Linked DNA regions of Danio rerio: region 2 is linked to region 1. Evidence: chromatin contacts called from public Micro-C data. All regions are on one chromosome and are shown on one strand. Each heading gives the region's core, a stretch centred on a gene start, on an enhancer-like site or on the middle of the called end of the contact. The rest is flanking DNA. Distances are from core to core; before and after follow the strand shown.

The links. A called contact is a pair of places that touch in the nucleus more often than the background predicts.
Region 2: a contact with region 1 is called in a Micro-C map of caudal fin, with 11 times the contacts expected there. The contact joins the promoter of fbp2 here to the promoter of dapk1 in region 1. A contact is called at or near these places in 5 of 18 Hi-C or Micro-C datasets (caudal fin, embryo, hematopoietic stem cells and 1 more) and 2 of 4 datasets of contacts at active chromatin or transcription factors (caudal fin and embryo).

The regions. Positions count from the first base shown.
Region 1 is chr5:45,532,431-45,538,052 of GRCz12tu, forward strand. dapk1 (death-associated protein kinase 1) reads left to right here and starts at 2,701. Exons shown (of 25, transcript NM_001099990.2): 1 at 2,701-2,762. The coding sequence starts at 2,701.
Region 2 is chr5:45,707,589-45,713,210 of GRCz12tu, forward strand. fbp2 (fructose-1,6-bisphosphatase 2) reads right to left here and starts at 3,152. Exons shown (of 7, transcript NM_001004008.1): 1 at 2,931-3,152; 2 at 1,233-1,395; 3 at 375-467. The coding sequence starts at 3,103.

The sequences.
Region 1 (5,622 bases), core at 1,451-3,950:
AAAGTTTACGCCAAATTAGAAATGACGATCTCTATGTTAAATGCATTTGACAAAACCCCCTTCATCTGTCTCACTCCTTTTAGATGTGGTGGTAGGCCAAATCACTGGTCCTACTTTAGGCACCTCTGCAGTAAAGCCTCTGTTGCATGGAAAACACCTATCCATGCATGTCCAACACCTGCAATGTATTTCTTTACCAGTAGATGGGGTAAGTGTATCATAATCAATTTGTAAGGAAAGTCTCATTTATTGTACAAAATCTTACAATATATAATTTAGATATAATACAAAAAAAATTGCATGTTAAGTTTTTATACATTTGGATAATTTCCAAACAAAGCTTCTCATGAGACACTATAGTCTTTATTAGTGCTAAAAATAGTATTCTATTTCAAAATACTGGCTATATAAAATACAGTCTATACCAAGGGTGCCCAAACATTTTTGTATGAGGGGCCAAAAACAAAATATCACAGCTGTGGGCAAAAGAAAAAAACATTTTTTACATTAAAGTTGCCGTGAGTAATTTCTTAATTTATTTCATAAAATGTAAAAATAAATAGAAAACAAGACTTTTTATCCTATTAACTAATGCAGCATAACTTTTTGATAACCCATTGCAATTAAAACATAAACAACCTTTTTTATAACACAGTGAAGTTCAATGCTGAATACACTTGTCAAGCAGAACCTGCCTTTGCCTTGATTTGATGACCAAAGTCCTCTATCCATTGGGTGACAGTATGTACATTTTCAACTAAATTTGATTAAATGACCCCATTTGAATTGAAACATTTAATTTCAGTTAGCTTTTTATAGCTTATTAATGCAACAAATCAGCAAACCAACCCTTATCATTCTCCCTCTCTTCTCAGATGGGATGCCAGGCCAAATCAAAGGTTACCATTGGCCAGCTTTAGCCCGAGGCCCCTAGTTTGGGCATCTCTAGTCTATACATTACTCTATAAACATATTTTTACAACTGGCCATTCTCTACCTAAGAGTGTGGGGTCATGTTAAAGGAAAAGTTCACCCTTGAATGAAAATGTATTGTATGTATTTTGTTAAATGTATAAACTATTTACTCACCATTAAGTGATTTCACACCTTTATGAGTTTCTTTTTCTTTTGTACACAAAAGAAGTTGTTAAGAAAAATGTTAGAAACATGCAACTACTGACATCCATAGTTGGAAAAACAAATTCCATGTAGCTTGTTATAAGGACAGTGGACAGAATTTTCAGTTTTTGGGTAAACCATCTCTTTAAAATTTACACTGTTGATTAAAAAATGACAGTCGGACAGGATTTGATTGATTGATTGATTGATTGATTGATTGATTGATTGATTGATTGATTGATTGATTGATTGATTGGATTGAATTTGTCTTGTGAGATTCGAGTACAGAAAGAACAAACAGTGAAGACATAGTTAATAAATAATAATAATAATAAATTTTAATTGTAATAAAAAATTAGAAAAGAAAGATATAGTCTATACATTTAAAAATCACAGACAGACATAAACAGACCTATAATCAGGAATGTTATTATTATTGTAACTTTACTTCAAAACTGTCCACATTTTTTTTCGCCATGATAAAACCTATGAGAAAATAAAATCACAAGATTGTCAAGATAGATGGATGGATGGATGGATGGATGGATGGATGGATGGATGGATGGATGGATGGATGGATGGATGGATGGATGGATGGATGGATGGATAGATAGATAGATAGATAGATAGATAGATAGATAGATAGATAGATAGATAGATAGATAGATAGATAGATAGATAGATAGATAGATAGATAGATTTGAATTGAATTGAATTGAATTGAATTGAATTGAATTTTATGGACTGTTCTGATGATATTATGCATGCGCTCCACAGCGCCCCTTCAGGTGGACGCTTGGCGCTCTTATTACCTTCAGCCCCGCACCATCTACATTGTTACAATCCTCCCATTTCCTGCAACACAACACTTCCATGTCTCGCGTGAAGGGTATGCTATTTTATCGCTTCACACCTGCCGGTACCTGCTGCCTGGGGACTGACAACGATGGATAAATAAAGGTATGCTACTTTTATTCGCTTTTGTCGAAGTACAAAGCGAGTAACCGGTAAGAGCACGCTTTGCTCTGTTTAGACCGTGTGATCAATGAAGGAATACGCTGGGTTTCTCTAACGACATGAACCCACAAGAGAAGGCGTAGTTTTAATGAAGCATTGGTACTTTACGCGAGGTGTCAACCGCCTCCGTGCGATTCGGCGATCTTTTCTGTATTATGGCCAGGGTGAGTGGACACAAGGGTTTTGGTCACGATCAGTTTTTTCACACACATCAAGCAGCGCTGTTCACTTGGCAACGCCGTAGACGCCTTTTAACAAAACCACTGTTACCTTCTCCCAAGCGGGGTTGACTAGTTTCCACCCACCGGTTAAAGCTGTACACAAACAGTGTTTCACATGCGGCGAGTGTGGTAAGGGGCGGAGAAAAGGTTTTTACACGAGTCGAGAAGACACTGAGCGTTTTTACGCACGACACGCGCGTTTTCCTCACGCGCATCTCTCTCTCTCTCTTTCTCTCTACGCAGAGCGAATATGAGAGGGGTTCGCCGCAAACTGTCATTAGGTTGACAGAGATGGGCTGCTGATTTTGGGAATCCCGGAGAGCTGGAAGCGCCCAGGAGCACCATGACCGTGTTCAACCAGGAGAATGTGGAGGATTATTATGAGATTGGAGGAGAACTCGGGAGGTACGTGATGGGTTTCATACCAGGTTTTTGGGCGTAAGGTGACATTTTATTTAATGCAGTTGAGTGTTTTGGATGAATTATTTAGGCTACATGTACATATCTGCAAGAGCCATGGTATTCTCATTTAACTTCATGCACTCATACAAATAAAGGTTCCAAATTTGGGGGATTCATTGTGAGACTGTATGAGAGACGTATTTTATATAAGAACCTCTCCGTGAACTGTTATTAATGTCTAACAGTGTGGGACATTTTAATAACATGAAGAACCTATTGTGGAATATAATGTTTCACTGATGTTCATGAAACCATATGTTGTAAGTGAATCATTGAATACTCCATCTAATGTGGTTCAGTCAGTATAGACGGGACAGCTTTAAGATGCAGGGTGATGCTTGCATCCCTCAGGGGAAAGCTGTACGGTTACAAATGTTTCATGATATTCTGAGGTTTTTGCCAGGGTGTTCTCAACTCATTTTAGGGGTCTCAAGCCTCATGTAGTCATGAATTACTGGTTGTCACTCTAGACAGATGTTCATACATTCCAAGTTGTAACGATCCTTAGTGGCATTTATTGATTAATAGGGTTCAGATGGCTGTGAAGGTCCAGTGTGTAGATTTCTCTTCTGGGAACCTCACTTGACAGACTGATCAAGATAAATTGAGTTAGTCTGCTATGCTGCGACTCAACGACAATTGCATTTTACTTCACAATTTGGCTGTTAAAGACATCCAGTCAGGGACTAATTTTATTTTATAGAGTATCGTGACTCCGTTTGCATTAATTGGGGGCCATCATTTTTATTCCATGCATTCCCATTCATTTGAAGACTAAAGACCGGAAATGCAAGCTTATGTGAAGTTTTGAATCTTACCATTTCCAAATTGTATATTGATTTCATGGGAAGACACAAGACCAAATGAAGGTCAATAGTTCAGATGATCAAGCAATTGATTTTAAAGCTGCAAGTTGATTAGATGTTTTTACAATAAATCCACAGGTTTTTACGTGTTTGTTTGTTTTTAAAAGACTATTGGCCATTGCTATACACATTTTATTTACTGCATAAAAAAGTGCTATTATGTAGAATTCAAAAATACTTGTTATTTGTGGCACCTGTGGCCTTTAAGTTAACTGCATCTTATTGCTGGTGCTTACCAAGGTATAGTTATAAAAAAAACTAACAAAAAATAAACACTAGGATTGAAAAAACATTTTTGTTGACTGAAATAAAAATAAAAACAAGTTTTAAAAAAAAAAAAAACTAGAACTAACTGAAACTGTATTGCTTACATACAAAACAAACTAAACTTATAGCAAAAATGTCTTTTGTTTTTGTCTTTGTAAATGTATTTAATACATACTGTAAGTCTTTTAGAAGTAAATCTATTTACTTTGCGCTGCCAGATGTTTAACCCGTATGGCACCTCAGAGTCTGTAATACTCATGCCATTGGCTAGATCAAGCTGGTCATCCTCGTTGTTGCTCTCACTAAAAAAAAAACAGTTACTGCATTAAATACGACCCGAGCAGACACTTCAAAGTATTAATTTAACACATTTGTGCTCAATAATAGGTTTTGTTTCTGTATTAGTAAATGCGACCATGAACAAATCGTTCTGTTAAACAGGATCTTCTAAGTGAACCGGTTGAGCTATTTCACTACATCAAGCTGAATTATTTGAAACAATTTGCGTCTCCAATAACGTTAAGCACTTATCCACAAACAACTTATTTTTAACTTGCCTGACATCTTGTCTGACTGGAAATAAACCTATATATACTGAGTTATTCAGTTATTAGAACAGTACGCCGACATCGGATTTGAGAACTGGTGAACTGATAATACTGCGCATGTGTGATTCAGTGAACCAAACACATTGTGCATGACAGCCTGCTGTGACTGAACTAAACTTGATCAACTGCAGCGCAAGTAAACCAAGGGCTTAAATGAGAGGATCTGGCAAAACTTTTAACAATATTATAATTTCATAACATAAAGTCATAATGGAATTTAAATAAGTGAAACATGCTTCAGTTGGGTTGCAAAGCATAATTGTAAGAAACTTTTCAGATTATGGTGATGTTTTAACTGGTGGAAATTATGATTGCTGACCACATTTTTTTTGATATGTTAAATCCAAACCAGTAGATCAGGGGTGTCCAAACTCAGTCTTGGAGGACCAGTGACCTGGAGAGTTTAGCTCCAACCCTAATCAAACACACCTGAAGCAGCTAATCAAGCTCTTACTTAATATACTAGAAACTTCCTGGCAGGTGTGTTGAAGCAAGTTGGAGTTAAACTCGGCAGGACAGCGACCATCTAGGACCGAGTTTGGAACCCCTGCAGTAGATTGTCACAAAAGATCTGGTTCACTTTAAAGATCTGAACTTCCCATCACTACTGTGTATCTAACCTCAGAAGCAGCTATCTAGTGGGCTGTTGTATTTGAATTTGAGGATGGGTAAATGGTAGTGGTAGTGTCCTTGTGTCAATAAAGTAGCCTATCTTTGGTTGAGTTTTTAGTATATACTATTTATTCTGATTATTTTGAATCTTGCACCTAATAAAAACTAAACTAAAACTAAGCAATTTCAAAATATAAAAACTAGTAAATCTGGCTCTAAAAACTAATTAAAACAAACCGAATTCGAAAACAAAAAGTTAAAATGAAATGAAAACTAAAACTAATTAAAAATCTAAAACTATTTTAACCTTGCTGCTAACGATTGTACATGTAATGTACAAGAAAGTAAATGTGATTCGGTGCCCCAATATATTCACAGCCAACTTCTTTAATGTGCTTTGTAAATTAATGTAAAAATGTAAGCAACTTTGCAACAATAATCTTGTAACAA
Region 2 (5,622 bases), core at 1,902-4,401, 180 kb after region 1:
AAATACAAAAACCTCATAAAAGTTAAGCTATAAAAAACTATCAGGATCAGCTCCGCAATTGATATTAGTTGGAGTTCAGTGTATTCAATAACATAAAATTAAAAGTTAAGTTAAATAGATTGCTTAGCCAATATTTGTCATCAGTCACGGCCAAATGCAGTCAGCTATACCTCGTCAATCTGCATGAGAAAGTAGCACAAGAACATCAAATCAATCCATCTCAAACACAACATGACAAAAAAACTAAATACAGTTCTGCTACATTCTTATTTTATTAAAAATCCATTTGCTTATAGTTTTCTTGCATGCAAAAGAAATGACACAACATGCACATGCATCACCAAACGGTCAGCAGATACAGGACAGGCACTCACTCTTTTGTAGATGGCAAAGATGGTCCCAATGGGGGCCAAACAGTCGATGTTGGAGGAGCCATCCAGGGGATCAAAGCACACTATATACTTGCCCTACGAAAAACAGCAGCGAGTATTTACTGTAATGAATGACCTCTAAAAAAAATAGCAGGGGGGTGTTAGCATTTAGCTCACTCCCTAACGAAAATCAGCCATGGTTTATTAAAAGTTTAGTAACCATGTTCTTTGTATTTTTGATTATCATATTACATAACCTCATAACTTCACATTATGTTTTTATTATTATTTTGTGGTAATAGTGTTGTAATAACTAGTAAAATTGTACACAAAAAAAAAGTTGATTCAAACTTCAGGACACTTTTAGGTTTACTCAACTTAACTAAAGTCAAGTGTAGGGATTGGGTTGAAAGTTGAGTCAACTCAAAATATCCTTAAGTTTATTGCCTTAAAATTTTAAGTTAATTTTAAGTTGCGTCAACTGTGGGGGGTTTACAGTGTGTAGCCCACTGTCATTGACAAAGATAAAATAAATCATTCATTAGAAATTAGTTATTAAAACCATTTAAAGTGTGTTTAAATAATACATTATACACTTAAAAAAATGGCAGGTCCACACAACTCCGCAATGTTGTCCAAACACAAATCAATTAGCCTAATATTTGCCCTTTTTATTATTATTATTTTTACAAATTTAAGTGGACTGAACATAATTAAGAAGTCTGTTGATTTAACTCATTTTAAATAAGTAGTTTGAACAAGCAGCAAAAATAAATGTTAGTGTATATACGGGGTGATAAATAATGATAATGATAACCCTTTCTCTTCAACAGTGAGTAAAAGTGCATAAACATGACTTACTCGTTTTTCCGCAGGCGTGTAAATGGCGTCTTTGTTTTCTTCTGAAACCATCAAACATGTGCCGTAGGAGGCCTGCAGCAAATTGATGATCAAATCATTAGAAAGCACATCCAGCTTCTTCTGCTCGTCGCCTGTGACATTCACCTGTCCGGCGATGCCTTGACTGTGTGCAGGGAAATCAGAACAAACTGATGTTTAAAAAAAAAAAAAAATCAATTCAGATAGCAAAACAGTAATAAAGTTCCTTGCCTTTCTCAATTTTTTTAAAGGTGCAATAATTATTAGCAACTTCTGGAAAATTTACTTTATTTAGTTTTTATTAGTTATTAGAGTTTACATTTTATTTTAAAGTATTTGTGTTAGATTGACTGTAATAACAGAAAACATAGCATACATAATTGCATGCAACTAACTCAAAGCCAAAATCTACCTTAAAATCTAACCATAAATATGAATTGATCGATAAACTTCACTCAGTCAACAGTAAAATAAAACTGAAGTATTTTCAGCAGTGTATATATGTATATTTATATATTCATTCATTACTTATAATGAATAGGGCTTAGTCCCTTTATTAATCAGGGGTTGCCACAGTGGAATGAACCACCAACTTATCCAGCATATGTTTTACATAGTGGATGCCCTTCCAGCTGCAACCCATCTCTGGGAAACATCCACACACACTCATTCACACTCATACACTACGGACAATTTAGCTTACCCTATTCATCTATACCACATGTTTTTGGACTGTGGGGGAAACCGAAGCACCCAGAGGAAACCCAGAGGAAACATGCAGGGAGAACATGCAAACTCCACACAGAAACACCAACTGACCCAGCCGAGGCCCGAACTAGCGAGCTTTTTGCTGTGAGGTGACAGCAATACCTACTGCGCCACCGTGTCGCCTTTGTATATTTAATCTGTTTTGTACAAAAAAACCTTGGTTTTGGTTATTTTAGTATTAAAATAAATGAAAATGACAAATATTTTCTTTGCAATTTGCTGAAATAAAACAATATGTTTTAATATACTTGACACCAAAAAAAGTAAAAATAAAAGTAATTTTTTTAACAAATTAAATAAAAAATTATTATTGTTGTTGTGATGGTGGTTTATTCAGCGGTGACAACCCCTGACAAATAAGTGAATTAACCAAAGAAAAATGAATGAATAAATGAATGTATTATTGTAAAAAAAATCTGAGATTGTCTGGAATTGCCAATTATAATTATACTTGTTTTAGTAAAATGTAACTTTATTTTATTCTATTTACCACTGATGACATTTCTTTAAAATTTCAAACATAAACTTTGTCATTTAAAGCTTTTTTATTGATCTATTTATTTTTTTGCACAAAATATGCCATTTTTAAGACACTTATCCTTCTACCAACTTCAGAAATCAGTATTTTGTGAAATAGTTTTCAATCACAAAAAATCACATTAAAAAAAAGATATCAATCAGGAAATTGTAATAATTACTATATCAAAATAATAACAGTATAAGCTACATAGGTATAGTGTGTGTACTACACCTGTAATTTCCAAATTACTGTACTTCACACTTTCCACACATTCATTTGATCATTGGCTAAAACTAAACTTTCACTAACATCTATGCTTCATACAGTGAAATCATGTAGACATATTAGCAACACAAAATACAAAAAATAAAAGTTTACTGAAGGAAACTTACAGGTTGACTATTCCAGCTTTGCGGACCGCAGATGAAATGGCTTTAATTGCGGTCAACAAGGAGTTGATGAGCTGTGTGAGTTCACCGGTGGCCCCTTTCGCCTGGCGGCCGGTCTCCATCACAAACCGCGTCAGGGTCCAGACATCCACATCAAACACAGACTGATCCGACATCCTCACAGCCTCCGAGAGTGCAACCAGCTCTAAAGACAGACACTAAACTAACAGCAGAGCCTCCAGCCAGTCCAGTCTTACATACACAGTGAGTGGACGAAGGCCAGAGTTATATTTGTAAAGCAGATCGAGTGACAGTAGTGAAGTCTGAAGGCTAGTAGAGGCAGAGCTCCATTTATAAAGCACGTTCACTGGCCCTCAGATAATTATTTATGCTCACTGTTGACACATGACATATACTCAGAGGCTAGGAGAGCACGGGTCGTGAAGCTTTGTTTATGACAATCACCTACTGGATGTCTGGTAAATGTATCTCATTAATAGACGTGCATTTATTTATATGTAAACGTGTCCACATAACTCAAAATCTAACCTGGAACTGTGACTAAACACATTTGCTGGAAAAGGATACGCAGCATGCATTATATTTGATTCACAGCGCAGAAAAGTGCAATTAACATGCTTTCAGAGAGCTTAATTTAAATGGTAATCCTCAACAAGCAGTGTTTATCACTATAAGTCAAGCAGTGGTATATAGTAGATGACGTTCTTCTGATTCAACAGATTTGGCAGGATGGCAGATGTATTTTCAAACAAGCTGCCTGCTTTAAATGTTGGTGCGACAGTGCCCAAAATAATAAACCCATTAGGATCAGAACCATCCATTTCAATAAGAGCAGAAAAGCTTTGGAGAGAACATTGAACACCAGCAAGTCATTTCTATACTCAATCTGCACATAATTCATTCTGAACTGCAAATAGAATTGTTTTTTACTTTAAATGAGAGTTTATAAATTGTATAGAGACATACATGCACATATTTTGACCAAGGTCGTGTAGAGCAACACCTCAAAATGTGTCTCAAATGTCATCTGGGCCCTGTGCGCCTACTGGCCTTTACAGAAAAGGTCATCGGCTCTTCATTTGGTTGCTTGAACTTGTTGTACAGTGTGTAGTGTATTTATTATGTTGATGTAGGAATGCATTGATATGGCAAAAAGAAAAGTGGCATATTCATTCTTTATATGGATGTGCTTTAAATGGCGTACCGAAATGCATCATGTATTCATGTTATTCAGAGTATTTCATGAAAAGGATTCTAAGATCTCTGATGAGTTTGAAAACCAGAATTCAAAACATCCACATATTTTAAAGCTGCCATAGATTGAAAATCTGCTAGAGCTTTGGCATATCTGAATAAAAAGAGTTCGGTAGATGGAAATGGCATGCCTATAGGCTCAAACACTATTATATTCTTGTTTTCATGTAAATACAGTGAATGTAAAATCCTGGTAGAAAAAAACAGGCCAATTGGAACGAAACATCAGCTCTGATGATCCACATAGGCTGAGCTTTATTGGCCACGATGCTTTCTAGTGAGATTACAATAATAACACTACCATATTCTCCCCATCCTCTCTTTTCTGAAGTTCAGCATGTATACGCTTGTTAAGTGTGACGTCACCCGAAGTGGCTTCCGGGTACAAATGCTCTATCTAAGTGTATGGGGAGACTCAACAAATGGTAATAATAAATATTTGCAAAGCAATGTAATTCTTTCGGAAATCACGATTGCAATATATATATATTCATTCATTCATTCATGCATTCATTTTCTTGTCGGCTTATTCCCTTTATTAATCCGGGGACGCGGAAATGAACCATCAACTTATCCAGTACGTTTTTATGCAGCAGATGCCCTTCCAGCCGCAACCCATCTCTGGTAAACATCCATACACACTCATTCACACTCGTACACTACGGACAATTTAGCTTACCCAATTCACCTGTACCGCATGTCTTTGGACTGTGGGGGAAACCGGAGCACCCAGAGGAAACCCACGTGAACACAGGGAGAACATGCAAACTTTTTTTATGAATTGTTAAAATATTGGTGTCTGTGATGCAGCAAGTCCAGAGACTGATGTGTACACCATGATTTTATATAAAATTGACTTTTATGTGTTAAATGACTGAAAAAGGCAGCATGGTGGCGCAGTGGGTAGCACAATCGCCTCACAGCAAGAAGGTTGCTGGTTCAAGCCCCAGCTGGGTCAGTTGGCATTTCTGTGTGGAGTTTGCATTTTTTCTTAAGTTTGCGTGGGTGCTCTGGTTTCCCCCACAAATTACAGAGATATGTGGTACAGGTGAATTGGGTAATCTAAATTGTCTGTAGTGTATGTGTGTGAACAAGTGTGTATGAATGTTTCCCAGTGATGGGTTGCAGCTGGAAAGGCATCCTCTGCCTAAAACATATGCTGCATAAGTTTGTTCATTCCGCTGTGGCGACCCCTGATTAATAAAGGGACTAAACTGAAAAGAAAATAAATGACTAAAAAATGATCATAAACAAATAATTGTTTCAATTCAAATCAGCGGCTTGGACACGGAAACAGTATTTCATATGTCACCACTTAACAAGTGGATGATACTTATTATGTATGCTTAGTCTTATTTTGAAATGGGTTTTAAGCAAGAGTAAACTGTTCTGTAAAGCAGGCAATCATGCATGACCACAG